Regions from separate parts of the Sus scrofa genome. Here region 1 is linked to region 2. A link is a contact called in public promoter capture Hi-C data. All regions are on one chromosome and are shown on one strand. Each heading gives the region's core, a stretch centred on a gene start, on an enhancer-like site or on the middle of the called end of the contact. The rest is flanking DNA. Distances are from core to core; before and after follow the strand shown. Region 1 holds the start of GCAT (2-amino-3-ketobutyrate coenzyme A ligase, mitochondrial). Region 2 holds the start of KDELR3 (KDEL endoplasmic reticulum protein retention receptor 3).

Region 1 (4,841 bases), core at 1,098-3,597, 520 kb before region 2:
CCCCGGCGGCCAAGCCCAAGCGGGCCAAGGCCTCCAAGAAGTCCACAGACCACCCCAAGTATTCAGACATGATCGTGGCTGCCATCCAGGCAGAGAAGAACCGCGCTGGCTCCTCGCGCCAGTCCATCCAGAAGTACATCAAGAGCCACTACAAGGTGGGTGAGAACGCCGACTCCCAGATCAAGTTGTCCATCAAGCGCTTGGTCACCACCGGGGTCCTCAAGCAGACCAAAGGGGTGGGTGCCTCGGGGTCTTTCCGCCTGGCCAAGAGCGACGAGCCCAAGAGGTCAGTGGCCTTCAAGAAGACGAAGAAGGAAGTCAAGAAGGTGGCCACGCCAAAGAAGACGGCCAAGCCCAAGAAGGCTGCCTCCAAAGCCCCAAGCAAGAAGCCCAAAGCAACCCCGGTCAAGAAGGCCAAGAAGAAGCCGGCTGCCACGCCCAAGAAAGCCAAAAAACCCAAGACTGTCAAAGCCAAACCAGTCAAGGCATCCAAGCCTAAGAAGGCCAAACCAGTGAAGCCCAAAGCGAAGTCCAGTGCCAAGAGGGCCGGCAAGAAGAAGTGACAATGAGGCTTTTCTTGTGGACACTCCTGCCTGTCTCCTGTTTTCTGTAAATACTTTTTTCTTCTCACTTGATCCTCATCTGCAACCCTTTGCCCCTTCCTCGTCTGACTTTATAAAGAGACAGAATTTGGATTCCTCAGAAATTAGGGAATAATTCATTTCTCTTGAAGCAGTCATGCAAGGACAGCAACGACAAATCTCTGTAATGATGTACTTCTATTTTGTTTTGTTAATTTGTCATTAATCTACTTATGGTTTGGGGGATTTGGGTGGGTTTGTGTGTTTTGTTCAGTTGGATGGTTGATTCATTCGGAAGGTAAAAGTCGGGGGAGAATGGGGCAAGGTAGCTTGTGGCAAGATGACAGGGAGCCCAGCCTTGGTAAGGTTTTAAGTTGAACACTCCTCGTGAGTTGCAGAACGTTAGCGGAGAGGAGAGAGGTGGCATCAGTGGGACGGCAAAGGAGGGAGCAGGGGAAAAAAAAAAACAAAAAACCCTGTCTGGGCTGATTTGCACCTCCCAGTGGTGAGCAGTGGGGCATCCACATCCAGTTTCCTTCTCACTTCTGTTCCTTTGCCCCTGTAGCCTCCCTATTGTCCTAGGTGAGGGGAGGAGGTCAAAATGACAGCTGGTCCTAGAAATTGTGGCTTCTCAGAATCAGCTGGAGACTAGCTATTGGGAGACCTCTGTGGCTTCCGAAGGTCTCCTGTGAAACAGCAGAGGAAGCTTTGGGGGAAGGGTGGGGAGTGGGTCAGCCAAGTGCCTCAGAGTGCCCTGTTAAAACTTGGTTTTTTTCCACACCATCGGATTGCATCCTAGGAGGACCTTTTTTCCTTTTCGCCTGATTTTTGGTTCCTCCTGTACAAGAGATGGCTTTGCCAGGTGGTCGGCCGGGGCTCCAGCCCTGCCACCCGCCACTTAAAAACCTCCTGACCTCTTTACTTCTGAGTCTTTTATGAGTAGTTGTAGATGGGGGAGGAGGGGGGCGGGGAGTGGACAGTGAGACATACTGCAGTTGACTTTGAATTGCTAAGTAGTTTTACAGAGCTAGGTCTGTGTGTATGTGTGTATATGTATATATACAATCTAGGGCTAGGACTTAACGTTTCACACCCGGGAGCTGGGAGAAAAAACCTGTACAGTCTTTCCCTTTTTTGTAATAAAATGGGAAAACGCGCAATTGTGCGTCCTTCCCCTCCCCCCCCCACCATCCCAACCCCCTTTTACTTTTTAAACAAGTGTTATTTGTGCCGGGAAGAATTTGCTGTCTTTGTAATTTTGAAACTTTAAAATAAAATTGAAAAAAAAAAAAAAGGAAAAAGCCCGTGCAGTGTGTTTTTCTTCACTTCCAAGCCTGGAGGAGAATGCGTAGCAATCGGATGGGCAAGGAGTGGGGGAAATCTCGGGGGCGTTTGCACCTGAGAATGGGGGAGGGTTCCAAGAGCTCGACAGAACCGGGGCAACCCTGGGGCTAGAGCGTACAGAATGTGCTTCAGCCCGCTTCCCGGCGCCTGCCTCCCGCGCCCGTAGGGCATCCCCTTAACCTTCCGAGTGCTAAGTGTGCAGGCAGGGGATGGGTGGGGGTCTGGAGGCCCGGACGCGCGTTCCTCCGCCCCGTCACTTCCCCTCCCCCTTTGAGGACAGCTCCAGTCTCAATTTACAGACCAATCCACTTTCGTCCACTGCGGATCCCGCCAGGCCCCGCCCGCCCATCCCTGGGTCCGCCTCCCCTGCCCCAGTAGCGGGGGCCCCTCGCTCTGATTGGCTGTCGGGGCCCAGCCCCCGCCACGTGATCAGGCGGGGGTCTCCGTGCGTACAGCCCGCAGCGGGCAGGCGCGCTCCGGCGAGGTGGACGCGATGTGGGCCGGCCGCATCCTCTGCGCTGCCCTCTCCCGGGCCCCCCGCGGCTGTCGCCCGCAGTCAGCGCTGGCTCAGCTGCGTGGCATTCTGGAGGAGGAGCTGGAAGGCATCCGCGAGGCTGGCACCTGGAAAAGCGAGCGGGTCATCACGTCCCGTCAGGGGCCGCGCATACACGTGGACGGCGTCTCGGGAGGTAATGGACCCCGCTCCTGCTGGGAATCGTCAGACCTGGCCAGGCGTTCGAGGGCCGTTCTGAGGCTTGGGCTGGAATGGAGGTCCTGGAGGCCGTGGGCGGGCAGGAGCACCTGCACAGGTCGCTGCTGTACCCTTCCCCATCTGTCAGGCCGACTTGTCGACTTCTCGGCTTCCCGCGGTTAGCTCTAACCTGGTTAACGCGAAGGGAGGTAATTTGCCCTTAAGCCCCTTTTTGATTCAGAGGGCACGGCTGGCCCGAGATCAAGCGCTGTGAGAATGTGAGAAAAAAAAATAGAGAGATACCAGCGGGCTCTCACTCTTCCGCTTCAAGGGAGGGTGGTGAGAAGGCGGCAGCATGAACTTCTGCGTTTCTGGAGCCGCTGCTTTGTTCAGGCTTCTATTAATTGCTGCACTTGGACTTCTGCAAACTTCAAAACGTGGGGATGACCAATCCCATTTACAAACGAAGAAGCTGACCCTCAGAGATGTGAAGTGGCTGGCGGGAAAGGCCCCAGCCAGCTGCAGGCAGAGCTGGGCTTTGGTTTGGTTTGGCATATGGAACTAGCAGGTCAGCTAACTGGCCAAAATCACAGTGAGCAAAGGGCTCCAGGGCTGCTGCAGAAGTCACACCATGAATTGGCCCACCAGGCCACCCTTGTTTCTGTCTCACACCCCACAGCTTGTCTGTGCCTGGCCCCACCAGGTGGAGGTGCTGGTGACAAGCGGACCCCCAAACCTGCCATCTGCCCAGGAAATGGGCATGGACTCCTTGGTGCTGTTGTGCTCGTTTATAAAACAGAGGTCCCTGGAAGGCCCTGCCTTGCCCTCAGAGAAGCTTGGAGCTGGTCAAAAGATGGGGAATGAGGAGAGCGAGGCTCTTTTCCTGCTTTCGCCTCTCCCAGGCTGAGTAAACCTTGCCTCCTCTGGTCAGCTGTGCTCGCTTTGGGCTTTATAATTCAAGGGTCAGGTTCTGATGCGCTTCTCTACTAGGCAGCAAAGCCAGCCGTGTGGAGCGTGGGGACCAAGGCGGGCCTCTGACCCAGCTGTCCCCTGTCATCCACGAGGAAACCAGGGCCCAGACGAAGGGTTGCTGGTGAGCTTCAATGACAGGAGAAGCCAGTGAGGAACGGCCGGTTCCGCTTTGGGTGGAATGTGCAAAGTCCTTTTGTTTGTTTTGTTTTTTAAGTTTTATTGAAGTAGAGCTCGTTTACAATGTTGTGATAATTTCCGCTGCAAAACCAGAGTTTAAACTCCTCGTCCTCCGAGGTGCTGCTGTGAGGGTCCCTATCTGTCCCTCCTTTTCCTGTAACTGTTGGACTCAGTGCTTCGCTGGGGCTCCCAGCTCCCCCTCCTGGTCTCTGCCCCAGGACACATCAAACTGTGTGCTTCTTGCCTCCTCAGGGGCGAATCCAGGTTCATTTCCTCTCTGAGCTCCCAAGGCCTGGCACTGACATCTTTCCAGGTCCTTCTTTGTCCTGAGCTGCAGTGTCTGTCCCCTGTCCTCTACCTCAGGAATCATTAACTTCTGTGCCAACAACTACCTGGGCCTGAGCAGCCACCCCGAGGTGATCCAGGCAGGTCTGCAGGCCCTGGAGGAGTTTGGAGCCGGCCTTAGCTCTGTCCGATTCATCTGTGGGACCCAGGTACAGAGCGGCCGGGGGCGGTGGGGATGGTCCCCAGCGTTGGGCACTGACCCCAGATGTTTGCTTCCACTGTCAGCAGGGCTGGTTTTGCCGGCTCAGCTCCTCCCAGCACTCTAGGCCCACGCAGCCCCAGAGCTGTCTACGAGAAGGGTGGGCTTCAGGCTTCTGTTTTGCTGTGCAGCCTTGGGCGAGAGACTCTACCTCTCTGAGCATCCATGGCCCCACCTGCAGAGCTCCTTACACCTGTTTCTGTTCAGGAAAGGAAGACCAGCAGGCAGGAACTGAGATGGCCTGGAGCTATTCTGCCTGAGCTTGGTTCCCAGAACCGCCGTGTATTGGTTCTATTACTGGGGAGAAGGGTTTTCCTTCTCTGCGCCTCCAGGCCTTCTTGGGTAAAGTGGGGATAATCGTACTTCATGAGATTATCTCATATGAAAGAGTTAATACAGGTAAAGATGCTTAAAACAGTGCTTCGCACAAGTAGAGCTCCATATATGTTGGTGATTAATTTTATTTTGGAAATGTTACAAAATGAACTTATATAAACATGAAAGTCATAGTGATGACTGTGTACCAGGGGCG
Region 2 (5,348 bases), core at 2,186-4,685:
TGTCTCCGAGGCAGGACTTCGGGGCTGTCTGGGAAGAGTTCATTCCTTCCACGGGGGAGCATCCACTAGCCAAGACCAGAAAAAGCCATAACAGGCCCTAGGGACCCCAAGGGAGTCCCAGGAACCGGGGCCCCTAGCTCCCCTTTCCTTCAGGGCCCTGCCTGGCCAGAGGCAGCTGATGAGGTGATGAGATGTCCTGAGGATCGTGACTTTCACGTTACGGCCACACCTTCCTTCCACACAGTTGGCAGCATTGTCACTACAGTGGTGAAATATAACAAAGGGCTATAGGTCCGGGGAGGGGAAAAAAAAAAAAGGCTGAGCGTACATTTTCCCTGTAATTAAGCAGCTCCCCCATTCTCTCTCCCGTAAATCTGACACTGAACATACAATTTGTGAGGGAAAAGAAAACTTGCCCTTTGAGCTGAAGAAAACACCCCTCTTGGCTTCCCCTCAATTGCACGTCTACAGCAGGCAGATTGCAGGTGTCAGGAAAGCGAGGCTTAGAGTGGTGAGGGACTTGCCTGGAACCACCCAGCATCTGGGAAAGACAGGCCTGACGGTGCAGGTGGCCAGAGTGGTGACATGGGCTAGAGCCAGCGGGGTAAAATAAGTAGGGGATTTTTTCCCTCTTCTTCATGGGAAGCTTTGGAAAACACTCCACCCTGAAGATAAGGGAGGTACGAAAAAGGCAGGGCTGACTGCTAAGGACAAAGTGGTAGAACCTGGGGGAGAAGAGGTCTATGCGACTTGGGGAAGCAAGAGGACAAGTTTGAGCCTCAATTTTCTCATCTGTAAAGTGGGGGTGTCTCTTCCTCTCCTGAGACATAACGATGATCAGCTTCAGAGGGGGATTGGGAAGGCTAGATGCAGGGAGGACCAAGGAGCCGGTCGCAATACTGCTAACTTCATTATCCCCATTAACAGATGGGAAAGCTGAGGCCCAAGGAAGGGACATGGCAGGCTTAAGGCTACACTAGAAGGCTGCAGGATGAGACCCCTTGGCCCCGGGGCTACTCAGCCTGGGTTCTTCCCACTCCACCACCATGGTGGTCACTTCTCAGACCTCCCCTGGCCTGGCCCAGTCCCCCCGTGGTCCCCCCTGAAGAAATAGAAGAGGACGATTCTAGCCTTGTTCCAAGCCCCCGCTGGCAGTTGGGGCTGCTTCTCGGGAGGACAGATGTTTCACCAAATGGCAAATGCACGTGCTTTTCCCTGGCTTGGGGAGGAGGTGGGCGCTGAGAAGGAGATGCCAGCTGGTTGGGCAGAGAGAACCGTAGCCACACCTGAGGGATTTAAATAGCCACCGCCTTCTCTGGGCACCGACTGGAGAGGAAGCATCTGGGCAGGGGAGGGGGTGGGGGTGGGGGTGGGGAGAGGAGAGAACCCAGCGGCCCATTCAGAACCTGTCACAGCCCTGGGATGAATGCCTGGCTCTTCCTCCCAGAGGAACTTGGACCCCACATCTCACCTCCCTGACTTCAATAAGCTTTACCTGCAAAGTGAGGATTTTGAGTCTGCTTCGGAGCGTGACTGTTGAGGCCTGGCCCATGCCTGGCACCCAGGAGATGCTTAGTACTTGATGGCTGTTATCCCAAACCTCTCTGCCAGGGCAACAGTCCCCACTGCAGCATACCTAACAAATGGGCACCCACCCCCTGCTTACCTGTCTCTCATGACAGGGAGCTCATCACCTCCCATGACAACCTACAGTGTAATGTAATGATTTAATTGCATGAGCCCTGGAGTCAGACTGTATGCTGGAGTCCAGGTTCCACTATTTAGCGTCTGTGCGACTCTAAGCAAATGACTTAACCTCTCTGTGTCTCAGTTTTCCCAGTGTGGAATGAGAATAACAACAGTACCTCCCTTTTAGTTTCACTTAGATCTCAACCTTTCGTGTGCACACAAAGCACCCACGGATCTTGTTTAACAGCAGAGCAGATAGATTCTGGTCCACTTGGTCTGGGGCGGGACGCAAGAGTCCGCATTTCCAGCAGGTGATACAGATGCTGCTGGTCCTTGGACCATATTTTGAGCCTCAAAGTACAGCCTTGCCGTACGACTCATGGTGAGGGGGCCATGAAAGGGTCACGAATAGAGGGGTGATGGGTTTTTATCATGGCAAAGCCTCTCTGGCTATCTGTGCTGGGGGTGGGGGGAGGCCAGTAATTTGGGGAGAGATAAAGGTGCTGAGTGGGAGAAGGGGTTACAGGGGCCAAAGGAGGGTGGCGGTAAAGGCCCTTAGCATATGCACTCCAGTCCTACAGATGCAGATACCAAGGCCCAGAGAGGGTGGCTGACCTCCTTAGGCCACACAGCACTGAAAGGACTCCTGACCATGATTAGTCCTTCACCCTTCCTGCCTCCCAACTTGCTGGCCGACATCCCACAGCCCTTTGGAGTCTTTCCTGGCCTTTGCTTCTGTTTAATATCTTGTCACAGCAGGAAGAGGGAGTGACACTCAGTGAGGGCCTTGGATCTCCGTGATAGGCTTGACCTCTTCCATACCCACAGTAACGCCATTTTACAGATGCAACACTGAGGCCAAGAGAGGAAGGCTTGGCGTTCCCCTCGTGGCGCAGTGGAAATGAATCCGACGAGGAACCATGAGGTTTCCAGTTTGATTTCCTGGCCTCGCTCAGTGGGTTACAGATCCAGCGTTGCTGTGAGGTGTGGTGTAGGTCACAGATGTGGCTCGGATCTGGCGTTGCTATGGCTGTGGTGTAGGCCAGCAGCTGTAGCTCCCATTCGACCCCTAGCCTGGGAACCTCCATATGCAGCGGGTGCGGCCCTAAAAAGACACACACACACACACACACACACACACACACACACACACACACACACACACACACACACACACGAAGGTCAGCCTGACTCCCAACCTGAGTGTTTGGTTACCACTGTCCAACAGGTCAGGAGGGGACAAGGCAGCTATTCAAATTAACAGGTGAGAGCGTAGGGATTCTGGCTCCAGCTCTTCTCACCCAAGAAGGGAAGAGTTCAAACCCCAGAATGATGATGACAATAGCAGGAGGTCACCGTTTATGGGAGGCTTCTAAACTGCCAAGCTTCGTGCCAAGCAGTGGCACGAGGGACCCAGCTTCACCCCAACACTGGCCTTACTAGCCCTGGCTACAGACGAGGGAACTGAGGCAGAGAGAGGATCCCCGTGGCTTGCCCAGGGTCACGTGCGAGAGCACCCCCCCCCCGCCCCCGGCACTCCTCTGTGGACCCTTCTCCGGACACCGGCGGGGCGCGGCGGGACGGGGCGAGCACCCTGCGGGCACTGAGCGGCCCGGGCGGCGGGTAGCGGGCCCCAGCCGGAAGGCCGATGGCCGGCCGAGCGGTGCCCGCCCGGGCTGGACGGGGGGCGGGATCTCGGGATCTCGGGCGGCGCCGCTTCCTGGCTCCCAGGCGCGGCGGCCGGTCTGGCCACGTCACCGCCCGGCCGAGAGCGCGCTGGTGGAGCGGCGGCGCCCGGGAGCGCGGAGCTCGGGGGCGCGGGCAGGGGCGCGGGACCCAGAGCCCGGGGCCGGGGACGTGGCAGCCGCCTCGCCCGCCAGAAAGTTTCCCAGGAGTTGGCTGCGCGCGGACCGGACCATGAACGTGTTCCGTATCCTCGGCGACCTGAGCCACCTCCTGGCCATGATCTTGCTTCTGGGGAAGATCTGGAGGTCCAAGTGCTGCACGGGTGAGGGGCGCCTGGGGCGGGCGGTGTGGGGCCGGGGGCAGAGGTGCCAGCCCTACGCTGCGGCAGCGGGGCTTGACGAGGGGCTCCTGAATGTCTGTTCAGGGTGGGGACTTCGGCTTGGGGGAGCTGGAAGCTGTTTTTGCACAGCTCAGCTTCCAAAGAAAACTTAGAGTCACACCACATCAAAGAAGAAGGACCCGTGGAGATTATGGAGGGAGGCTGGGCTTGTGCTTCCATTGACCCTCCCCGCCTCCCGCCCCTGCTTGGCATTGCCACTGCTAGTTGGAAGAGGAAGGGACCCCCTTTGCTGCCCAGGAGCAGCACCCTTTGGGTCCCATTGTTCCGTCTAACCTCACTCAGGCAGGAGGATGGGGAACAGGAGGTGGGGGGGTGGGGAGGTGTACACACAGGAAGTGGCTCCAAACTCTCAAGGTCTTCTCTTTCCCAACCCCCCCCCCACCTCCTCTGCCCCATAGGCTAGGTAGGCCCTCTTTCCTCCCCTGCCTGTGCCACAGGCGGCTGTGATGTGGCAGGAGGGGCACGGAGCTGCCCATGAGCAGAAGCCCAGGGAGGGTGGGAGGGGTCCCCCTTTTGTCCAGTAGTCTGGCTGCCCTGATGGAGGCTTGGAGAACTTTCAGGCCTGGACTGTGGTGACCACACAGACTCAGTGCATGAAGAAGCCGCTGGAGCCGCCTGCAGCCATCTCTGTCCACTGGTGTCCTGGAGGCGCCTGCCCTGCGCTTGGCACTGGGGTGAGGGGATACAGAGACGCGCATGGGCTCCTCGTGGGGGCCAAGGAGGCTGAGAGTGGACTCCTGAAGGCTTCATGGAGGGAGCGGCTCTGTGCTGAGTCCTGGAAGACAGGCAGGGTGTCACTCAGGGAAGGTGTGTGAGGGCATGTATGTCTCGGGAATGGTGAGCAGCCGATTTGGGGGTAGCCCAGGAGGGAGATGAGTCCAAGGGGTGGGTAGTCAGATGTGAAAGGGCCTTGTCTGTCAGGCTAGGGAGATGGGACTGGGGAGCCATGGAAAGTTTGGGAGCAGGGAGGGGCCTCAGAAGGGCCTCTGGAAGCTGTGCGGAGCGGCTAATGGAGGAAGCAGAGAGAGCATCACAGAGACTGCCAGCTTCTGTGGGGGTGAGAGGTGCTCATGTGAGGGTCACTGCAGAGGGAGTGATTACAGACCTGGAAGCCCTTCGGGTTTGGGGTCTCTGGGGAGATAGGCAGTCACTGGCACTCTGGTTTCCATTTGGGGGAAGTGGGCCAGGAACACTGACAGGGGCTCCAGTGAGAGGAATAATCTAGCTTGGACCTGTTGCTGCCACGGGAAGCCCTAGACTGGGTGAACAACCATGACCAGGAGGGGGCGCCGTTCCACAACCCGCTCTGCCAGGCGTTGTACCAGGCACCTGCCATATACCTGGCCAACCCAGGCAGAGATCCTGGCCTGGTGGGTCTGAATCTAGCTAGTGGGAGATTGCCAAAAAGCAACAGTGGTAGCAACTGAGTAAATGATACGGTTTGTTAGAGATGCTAAGTGCTGTGGGGAAAGAAAAGGGGGGATGGGGCCTGTGTGTGCACAGAGAGGGCTCAGCCTGGTTGAGAACGGGGGAGGGGAGGGGTCTGAACGCCAGGTCATCAGCCCTGGGGAGC

What was found. Promoter capture Hi-C pulls out the DNA fragments that hold promoters and counts their contacts.
Region 1: a promoter capture Hi-C map of liver shows a contact between it and region 2, with 2.8 times the contacts expected there. The contact joins the promoter of GCAT here to the promoter of KDELR3 in region 2. A contact is called at or near these places in 1 of 5 promoter capture datasets (liver) and 1 of 47 Hi-C or Micro-C datasets (liver).

The regions. Positions count from the first base shown.
Region 1 is chr5:10,035,985-10,040,825 of Sscrofa11.1, reverse strand. It overlaps GCAT (2-amino-3-ketobutyrate coenzyme A ligase, mitochondrial), which reads left to right and starts at 2,347. Exons shown (of 9, transcript XM_013997525.2): 1 at 2,347-2,614; 2 at 4,129-4,259. The coding sequence starts at 2,419. LOC100510904 (histone H1.0) reads left to right here. Exons shown (of 1, transcript XM_003126037.4): 1 at 1-1,882. The coding sequence ends at 563.
Region 2 is chr5:9,513,810-9,519,157 of Sscrofa11.1, reverse strand. KDELR3 (KDEL endoplasmic reticulum protein retention receptor 3) reads left to right here and starts at 3,435. Exons shown (of 5, transcript NM_001244970.1): 1 at 3,435-3,697. The coding sequence starts at 3,607.